Regions from separate parts of the Canis lupus genome. Here region 2 is linked to region 1. A link is a contact called in public Hi-C data. All regions are on one chromosome and are shown on one strand. Each heading gives the region's core, a stretch centred on a gene start, on an enhancer-like site or on the middle of the called end of the contact. The rest is flanking DNA. Distances are from core to core; before and after follow the strand shown. Region 1 has its middle 36 kb from the start of PRDM11. Region 2 has its middle 62 kb from the start of CD82.

What was found. A called contact is a pair of places that touch in the nucleus more often than the background predicts.
Region 2: a Hi-C map of skin fibroblasts shows a contact between it and region 1, with 2.2 times the contacts expected there. The contact joins two enhancer-like sites. A contact is called at or near these places in 2 of 9 Hi-C or Micro-C datasets (amygdala and skin fibroblasts).

The regions. Positions count from the first base shown.
Region 1 is chr18:44,664,671-44,669,321 of UU_Cfam_GSD_1.0, forward strand. No RefSeq gene overlaps it. Among named protein-coding and RNA genes, the nearest start is that of PRDM11, 36 kb to the left of the region's middle. Within about 2 kb of position 2,046, at least 11 of the 20 cell types and tissues checked have an H3K27ac peak or open chromatin away from gene starts, as enhancers often do.
Region 2 is chr18:45,075,035-45,079,685 of UU_Cfam_GSD_1.0, forward strand. No RefSeq gene overlaps it. Among named protein-coding and RNA genes, the nearest start is that of CD82, 62 kb to the right of the region's middle. Within about 2 kb of position 2,512, at least 2 of the 20 cell types and tissues checked have an H3K27ac peak or open chromatin away from gene starts, as enhancers often do.

The sequences.
Region 1 (4,651 bases), core at 796-3,295:
GCCCCACAGCCTCTCCTTAAGGGCCACCTACTGTCATTTGATAAATTTACCACCAGATGGAACCAAAGGACTGAGTGGAGACTTGAGGCCGGCCTCTAGGGACCCAGACGGAGGCTGAGGCCTGGTTGGGGGGCAGGTCTGGGCGAGGCAGGGGGAAGTTGCTGGTGATGATGCTGAGCCCCGGCCAGCAGAGATGGCTGAGGGGACCCCCACCCTGGCCCCAACCCATTGGCACCCGGACAGACAAAAGGGTGGAGATGCAGGCTGGGGCTCAGGCTGAGATGAACGCAGGGCTGGGAGCAAAGAAACCCAGGTTCTAGTGGGACCCTGCGTCACCGGCTCTCTGAGTCATCCACCTGCCCTGTCGCAGTGGGTGGTGTTCTCTACCAGTGAGGTAAAGTTGGTCCCTCCTCTGCCTCTGCATTTACTCTCCCTTCCCCGGCACACTCTCCCGTCCAGCCTGCCCATTCAGCCAGCCAGCTCGAGAAGTTCATTGCCACCAACACCGCCCCCTGCCCGCCCCCGCCACCAGAAGGCTTCCCTGACTGCAGAGCTGTCCCCGCGTGTGTGATGATTCAGTGAGAGGGACTGGGCCCGAGGCTGGTGGTGGTCTTCTACCTCTCTTCCTGAGAGTGGCACTCCCGGGGCCCCAGCGGGGGTGCTTCTCCTTATGCAGGCAAGGGGGAGGGCTGGGAGGCTGGTCTGGCGTCTTCCCTCACCTGTGTCCAGCCAGCGCGCCTCTCCAGCCCCCCGAAAGTCAGCCTCGCAGCCGGCGGGCCAGGAAGAGCCTTCAGAGCTCCTGATTCACACACGGCCCAGGTCACACGGTACCTTGGTGCTCCAGACCGAGGCCCAGCACCCACTTGAGCCCTCAGCTCAGGGCTCCCCAGAAGGCCCCACCACGGTCTAAGGGCCTGGCCGCTTGCCTTCCCTGGCTGAAGTTCCTCGCCAGGCCCCTCCTCTGACAAAGATGCACTTGAAGATGCGGGCAGGAAGGGGAGGGGCTCCTCTTAGCTAGCGAGTCTGCACCTCTGTACGGGCAGTGGGGGAAGGGGTCCGGGGAAGCTGCCTCCTCAGGCTGAAGTCCTTGGGGCTCCCTTGTACCCCTGTTGGAAGACACCAGGGCTGTTAAGAGCCTAGTATTTGAGTCAGACACTCTTGGATCCAAATTCCTTCTCTACCACTTATCTGAGTGACCTTGGCCAAATCCTTAGACTTCCGAAGCTCCTTCCTCTCTCTCCTTCTTTCCCTCCCTCCTTCCCTCCTCCTCCCTCCCCCTCCTTCCTTCCCTCCCCCCCTCCCTCCCTCCCTCCTCCCTTCCCTCCTTCCTTCCAGAAGGCAGACTGCTACATGCGGGCCTCATCTGGCCGTGTCTGGAGTCTTGGCAGTGTGACCACCCTACGTCCCCCTACAAATGGGCCCCGAGAGCTTCCTTGGAGGCTCCAGCAGGGCAGCCCAGCTACTTGTATTCCCTTGACGGAAGCACGGTCCTCCTCTTTTCAGGTACGGTCCCCCTTTTCGACCGAGCGCAGCTTCGGGGGGAGGGACACACGGGGAGCGGTGAGGGGGAAGGGACACCCTTCACGGCCAGTCAACTCTGCGGATCAGGGGGGCGGCGGACGTCGCGGCCAGACCACGCTCACAAACAGGCGGGGGAAGCCAAGCCGCGGAAGTTCCTTAATCTGAGGAAGGGGACTAAAAGCCGTCGGGACCTCAGGCAGCGGCGCACGCTCCGTGGGAGAGCGCACGCAAGGCCCCAGAGCACCACCTGCGCTGCAGCAGGCAGCCGGGCCGCCCGGGTCGGGGCGCTGACGATTGGCTGATGGCTATGCAAATAAGCCTATGATGTCACCACACGTAGACGCGAGAAGGGGCGGGCCGTTGCTCAGTGCCGTCCCAGCAGCCAATCAGCAGCAGAGCAGGTGTTGCGCACCTGCGGGGGGTGTGGCCTGGCCCGGGAGGGGGCGGGGCCGCGGCGCTCCAGCTGCAGGTCCGGACGCCTGCGCTCCACGCCTGGCCCTGAGGATGAAGGACGGTTTGGGCAGCTCTGGACAGAGGAGCGTGAGCTTCTCCGCCTGTGACATGGGCACGGCCCCTCTGCTGTCTTCCTCGTGGAGTAGCTGTGAGGATCAGGTGAGCTGAGGGTCAGGACAGGGTTCTGGAAGGTGCCCTGAAAATGCAAGGCACAAAAAGGTTTCCGTTCCCTGGATCCTAAGGGCAGTTAGCCAACCTGTGGAGCTGAGGGTTTGCTCTTTTAATTACTCAAACTTTCAAATTCTATTTTAGCCTTAGGATGAAAATATTTTTAAAAAAATACGACCTAATTCCCGACTTTATTAAACAGAGTGTCTTTTAATATAAGTTGTATTGCTGCTTCTGAAATCTACGGATGCCACTTTGTTATGCTTTCATTTATTTTCTTTTTTTTTAAAGATTTTATTTATTTATTCATGAGACATACAGAGAGGGAGAGAGAAGCAGAGACACAGGCAGAGGGAGAAGCAGGCTCCATGCAGGGACCCGACGCGGGACTCGATCCCGGGTCTCCGGGATCACGCCCTGGGCCAAAGGCAGGCGCTAAACCGCTGAGCCACCCAGGGATTCCCCGCTTTCATTTATTTTCTTAAAGATTGATTTATCTATTAGTTAGAGAGAGAGCACGAGCAGGGGGTGGGCAGAGGGGCAGAGGCGGGGGGGGGGGGAGTGAATCTCAAGCAGACTCCCTGCTGAGCACAGAGCCCATCACATAGCTTGATCCCAAGGCTCTGAAATCATGACCTGAGCTGAAATCAAGAGTGTGCCACTTAACTAACTGAGCCACCCAGGCACCCCTGTTATGCTTTTTTGCTTTTTTTTTTTTTCCTTTCAAGTTTTGGTATCTTAACATCAGCCAGCATCTCTCACTGCTATCAGCTTGCCTCTTATCAGTTCTTACTTACAGTTTTATATCCTGTAAAACTTCCCACCTCTAATCTGTTGTGCATTTGGGAATCAGACCCTCAACACTGTCAGAGGTATTTGTAAACTAAAATTAACTAGGTCTTGAGCAATAGGGGCCCACGAGCAAAGTGCACAAGCTTTAAATCAGGCAGTGGCTTCCTTTCTCTTGGTCTTGGCATGAGCCCTGGAGGTGTGTGGCCAGGGCCATTGGTCCTACCCACAAGGTCATGCCCTCCTCAAGGGCTCTTGTGGTCACACCCTCCATTGCCTCACCCCAGCTCCCCTCCTTCACCTGTTCTTCAGAAGCCCCCTGGCTGGATATGCCACCTACCCAGGGTCCCTGTCCTGTCCACCCCTCAGTTCACTGTTGCCTGCTTTCCAGAAGACAAACGTGAACACCTTCCTTCAAGGCTTGAAACCCTTTGTTTTCTCAGAATGAAATCCAACTCCCTGGCTTAGTACAACATTTCTCAAGGGCTCACCTTTGGGGACCCCTCTAGCCCTTCTAACCACTCTTCTGTCCTCATACCCTTTGCTGTAGCTACAAGGAAGTGCTGGAATGGGCTATGTTCCTCTGGCTCCACACCAGTTGTTCTCTCTGCTCTTTCCCCACTTCCTCACCTGGGAAAATTCAGCCCAGGTGTCCTCTCCTCTGGCATTCTCCGTTGGCCTCTTCTATGTTTATCCAAATGCCTCCCCACCATTGCCTCATGGACTGCGGTAGTGGCTTCAGTCACAGACTCTGGAGTCTGACCACCCGGTCAAGTCCCAGCTCTGCTCTTCCATCACCGTGTGACCCTGGGCAAGTCACCTGACTTGGTTTTCCCTGCTGTAAAACAGAACTAAAAGCAGTAGCTAGCTCATTTACATCATCTTGTGTGCAACTCCTCATGCCATGCTTGGCACATAGTAAGCGCCCAAGTAGGGGGAGCTATTTTGCTTATCTGTCCCATAATTATTGGTTTCTAGACTCCTCCACTAACCGCAAGCTTTTCAAGGGCAGGCACGGTCTTCATTCATCTGTATTTTTTCTCCACGATGTCTGGTACAGAAGCAGGCACACAGCGGCTGCTCAATAGCAGCCAAACACATGAATGGAAATCCAGTCCCACATTGGCTGGGAGGGTCCTTCCACAGCACGAGTGAACACCCAGCACTGTGTGAGTGAGTTTCCCTTGCATGTCACTCTTCTCCCTTGAACCAGATGGTAAGTTCTTGGGGATAAGGGAAGCAAGGCCGTCCTTTCCTTTGGCAGCGGTGCCAGTCACTGAGCCTGGTACACCAGGGCCCTGGTGGGGGGGCCTGAAAGGTGACTCTGGGGGTGCTGTCCGCGGTGCTGAAGAGAACTGACAAGTGACTAATTCTTCTGCCTGAGATGGATGCTGGGATTTGCTTCAGGGCAGCCAGGAATGGATTGTTCATCTCCAAATCTCAGCCAGCACATTTTGTTCTGACATTTCCTTGGCACCTTTGCCAATGACGTGATGTTTCCCGTGCGGCTCTTTCCCCTGCCTTCCAAATTCCTTGGAGAACTGTCATGATGTTCCCCACCATCCTCTCCCACAGCTGTAGGCACCTCCAAACTTGGATGCATCACCCAGAGACCCATATTAAAAGAGACTGAAATGTGACTTTTCTTTGATAGCAAAATTTTAGAATTTCAGTGGATGTGCAAGGGAACTGAGGCTTAGCCCGGTGAGGGGGATTTGTT
Region 2 (4,651 bases), core at 1,262-3,761, 410 kb after region 1:
TGCGACGCCTGCCTGGCAAATACTGCTCATCTCCATGAAATCCTTGGCCATCGAAGGTGGCTCTCTAGGCTCTCTATCTCCTGCACATGCATGCTTCCTGTCTCTCCAAACAGCTAGGCTCTAAAGGTCCGAGCAGGTCCTGCCCTGCCTGCAGGCTGTTAGGCAGCCCTACAGACCCAAATTCCATCTTACCCGGAACTGTGGCGATGACACGTAGGGGGCCGCTGCACCTCATCCGATCATTCATCGAGCACACACTACATGCCAGCCACTGTGGTAGACACTCAGGATAGAGTGGTGAAGACAACGTCCCTACACACATTCAGGAGCCCTACAGTGCACCTGCGGGGACACACACACACACACACACTCGCAGACTCAGGCCTGAATGGAGACCTCGGTGTACAGTGGCTTTCCTGGAGGCTGGACTTCAGGAGGCCAAGTTCACGGTCAACACTTATCAATAAAATGCCCCTGCCCCTGCCCTCCCACCTTTCCCAAGATGGGTGTTGTCTTCCCTGTGTCCGGGATACAGTCTCAATGCCTTCACCAACAGCAGTCTTAATGCCTGCTATACAGCTCTGGATGGGCCATGATGGAAATGAGGAATATTGATCATGACCACTGACCCCTGCCCCGGGTCCTCCCCCCCGCCCTCCCAGAGCCAGGGCAACCTCCTCCAGGCAGGGCCCACTGGCCTAGTCACTGGTCTGAGGCTTTTTCCTGTCTTAGCTTCCTTTGCAAAGTGCTGCCTGGACCCCATTCCCTCTCCAATGGAGCAGACCCGCCATCACACTTGGATGTTCCCTTGGGGCATGGCATCCTGATTCACAGAACCCTGGACTTGGGTCCATGGGTAATGGACTTGGGCCTATGCCACCTTCCTCTGTCTTCTAGATGGGGTCATTGTGAGGAGGGAGCTGGACACCCCTGACCCTTGCATCTTTGTTCCCAATCCTCAAGGTTGGCCCCAGGGCCACCTCCTTCAGGAAGCCCTCCAGGGTCTTCTCCCTGTCCCACCCCTCAGACAGGGGGACACCCTCGCCTCAAGCCTCTGGGCCATGTTAACGGTGTATCTGCCTCCCTCTTCTATGGATTTCCTCTTTGAGCTTTGTTCTAAACCAGCATTTCTCAAACTGCCTGTGTCTACGAATCAGAGGTGCTTGTTAAAACCGCAGGCTCCCGGAGCCCCTCACAATCAGGGAATGAGAATCTCCAGAGGGTGAGGCCCAGGAATCCAGATCTCTAAGAAAAGGCTTAAGTGGCTGTTAAATCAGGCAACCGTGGGTAAGCACTGTTGCCTGCATTCCCCAATCACCTGATCTCATTCTGACGCTGAGAACGGGGTCCGCTGTAGTCACGCACCCATGTAACCATTCATTCACGCAACAAATATGTCTTAGCTGCCCTCTCTGTGCCAGGCATTGTGCTCCAGCTGGGGGCAGGGCGAGGAACGAGCCAGAAGCTCTCTCCACCCTCCGAGGAACTCGGAGTCTGGGAGGAAGGCAGGAACTCTAACCAGCGGTCACATACAATTCACACTCAGGAAAGCTCCAACGGGGAAAGTGAAGTGGGGGCCAGACATCCAGCGCTTGCTCAGGACAGGCAGCCATTCTAAGGCCACCCCTGGGCTAACTGACTTGGCCTTTGTGGCCACCACAAGGGGAGGCTACGATTATGCCCGTTTCTGCAGGGAGGAGCTGAAAGCGACCTGCTTGCTGGTGTTTGCACAGCTCGGGAGGGGCAGAGTCTGGATTTGAACCCATGGCCCGGATGTGGGCAGAGAGGAGGCAGTGCTTTCTTCTTCAGGAGAAGGCCACGGTGTGTGTGTGGGGGGGGTGCACAGCGAAGCCACCCATGTCATCCAGGGACGTGACATGCAAGCTGCCTGAAGGCCGATTGGAGGGAAAAGCAGGCTTAGCCAGGAGAACAGGGGGAGATGGTTCCAGAGACGGGGGGAGCACAACTCATTTCTGAGCGGGATAGCAGAGGAGTTCAGGACACGAAGGGGGCTCAGGGGCTGGCGACTTGCTCCTCGAGATCAGGCAGGTGGGTGGGGCAGCAGGCCCTGACCAGGGGCTGGCACACCGGCCAGGGTGTCCTGGCACCTGTGACTGTCACCTCCCCGGGAAGCAAGGCCGACAGCCATGCGGCAGAGCCCCGGGACTGGCGGGTGGGGTGGCCAAGTTCAGGCAGCCTGTGGCCACCGGCTCACCAGCTACGTGACCCTGGGAAGCTTACTTCCCTGCTCCGAGCCTCCTCGGATTTCTCATCTGCAAGATGGGGATGATGCCAAGAATCCCGAGGTCTTCGTGTTGTCTGGGGCAATAACGAAGACAGTGTGCAACGTGCTGAGCACGGGCTCGGCACGAGTTACTAGTGTCCGCCTGGCACGTGGCTCCGAGCATTCTCTGTCCACTTTCACAAGGAGGACATGGAGGCCCAGAGAGGTAGAGTGAGTGGTCTGTGGTTTCTCAGCCGATGAGGGCCCCCAGTGCAGGCAGGGGTCCTTCTAGCACCCCATGTTTCCCCCCAGGGGAGAGGACAGCCCTGTGTGGTTCAGGGATAAGATCCCCCCTCCGTTGTCTGGATGACCCTCTGCCCTCCTGGGGGGAGAGCCTCTCAGCTCTGCTCCCCTCCAGCTCCCACAGTCACACCTGCTAGAGTTGCTGGGCCGCCAGAGGGTTCCTCACAGCTAGATTCTGATGGACCAGGACACCTGCATGGGGTCGGCTGCCAGCCTGGAGGAGGCAGCCTCTGCAGGGGCTGGGCTCTGAGAAACCCGGGAGGCCTACAGCTATGCCCCCATCCCAGGGATTGCCCTGGGAGGAGGCGGCAGCCCAGACTGTTTCTGAACTCCCCATTTGTAAACAGGTCAGCCAGGAGGGCCAGGGCTCCATGCCCAGAGCCTGGTGCTGGCTGATGGCTGCAGTCCAGTAGCGAAGCACAGGGGTGGGGCAGGCAGGGACCAAGGGTGGCGGTGACTTGTCGGCTAGACACAAGGAGAGTGGGCTGGAGCCTGTGGTTCTCTCTACCCCCAGCACACATCCCTTTCCTCCTGGGCCTGCTGCGCCTGTGGCATCACCCAGGGCCTGAGCAGCACACAGGGGGCCGACCAGCTCTTGGAGTCAGGGAACATTTTATGACACCCCATCTCTCTTGGGGCCCTCCAGCCCCACTACCTGCCATACACAGAGCCCCGGGGAAATGTCGAAATCCTTTTAATAAAAAGCCACAGCTGTGCTGATGGAGAAAGCAGAGGTCCTGCCTTAATTTGGCCACACCTGGGCTGGAATCCCGTCCTGGCCACTTAGCAGTTTGGTGGCCTCAGGGTGGCCAGTGCCCTTCTCTGGAACCTCAGCTTTTCCATCTGTGAAGTGGAGGGAGGGATGATCCTAACAACCACAGCGTCCCCGTAACAGTCACACGCGCTGAGTGAGGGCCTGGCACGCAATAGGGGTCCAGGAGGTGTCACGAACAAAAGAACATTATGGAAATGGGCTCATGACAGGTGCTCAATAAATATTTGCTGATTAAAGAGGAGGTTGAATTAAAGAAGAGATAAATGATCCCAACATCTGTGCTTTTGTCTTTCTTCTAAAAGCACACTGGAATTAGAGGCACTGGCTGGGGGTGAGATGCAACATAATTCTTGGGGGACGGAAGGCTGAGAACATTCTTAGTGACGTCAGCCCCTGTGTGCAGAATACATTACACCCTCTCTCTGTGCTGCTGGCTTGCTCTGACATTGAGGCTCGTCGGGGAAGGTGACTCCGGGCTGAGTCCATGAAGACAGACTCGGGTTTCAATCTTGTCTCTGCCTCTTACGATTCAGGCAGCCCCGCCATAGACGAGGGTCTTGGCCCACACTCTGGTTTCTTATCTGTAAAGGGAGGATCCAAGTTCCAACTCTCAGAGCCACTGGGAGGAGGCAATGGGAGGAGTGAATGAGGTGATCCCTCCAAGAGCTCGGAAATGGGCCTGGCGGGCCAAGGACCCTCTGCAAGTGATTGCTGTCATCATTATTCTTCTCTAAGCCCAACAACCGTATCAGCCAGCTACGCCGTGTAATAACTGGCCCCAAATGTAAGGGCCGAAAACAACCACGGCTCATGATTCTGCAGATCGAAAATGAAGGTTCACCTGCTGGGTGATCCTACAGTCCTCCTCTTGCATCTGTGGCTGGCCAGAGGTGAGCTGGGTGGCTCTGTGTCTGAGGGTGGGCTGGGGTAATGAGGTGACGGGGCCACTTGCCTCTCAACCTGCAGCAGGCTCACCTGGGCAGGGTCAGAATTCTTCATGGGCAGTGGCTGAATTTGGGGAGCGGAGGGAGGGTATGAAGCCTCGTGAGACTTGGGCTCAGGATTGACTCACTGTCCCCTCCCCACATCCGATTGGCCACGGCAAGGCACAAGGCCAGCCAAGACTCAGGGAAGAGCAGGCTGCACAGTCACACTCGTTGCCAAGGGCAATGACACAAGAAGGGGAAGAGAGTGACCATTTCTGCCAATAAGTGACGGAGCCACCACAGGGGACCCCTGGGACAGGACGCGGGGCTCTTGATCCCCAGGGCAGTTCATGATCCCACCTCAGCAAAGCCCGTGGCTCTCCCAGATGGCTTCACCGCTCCATCTCCTACCTGTAGGCAGAG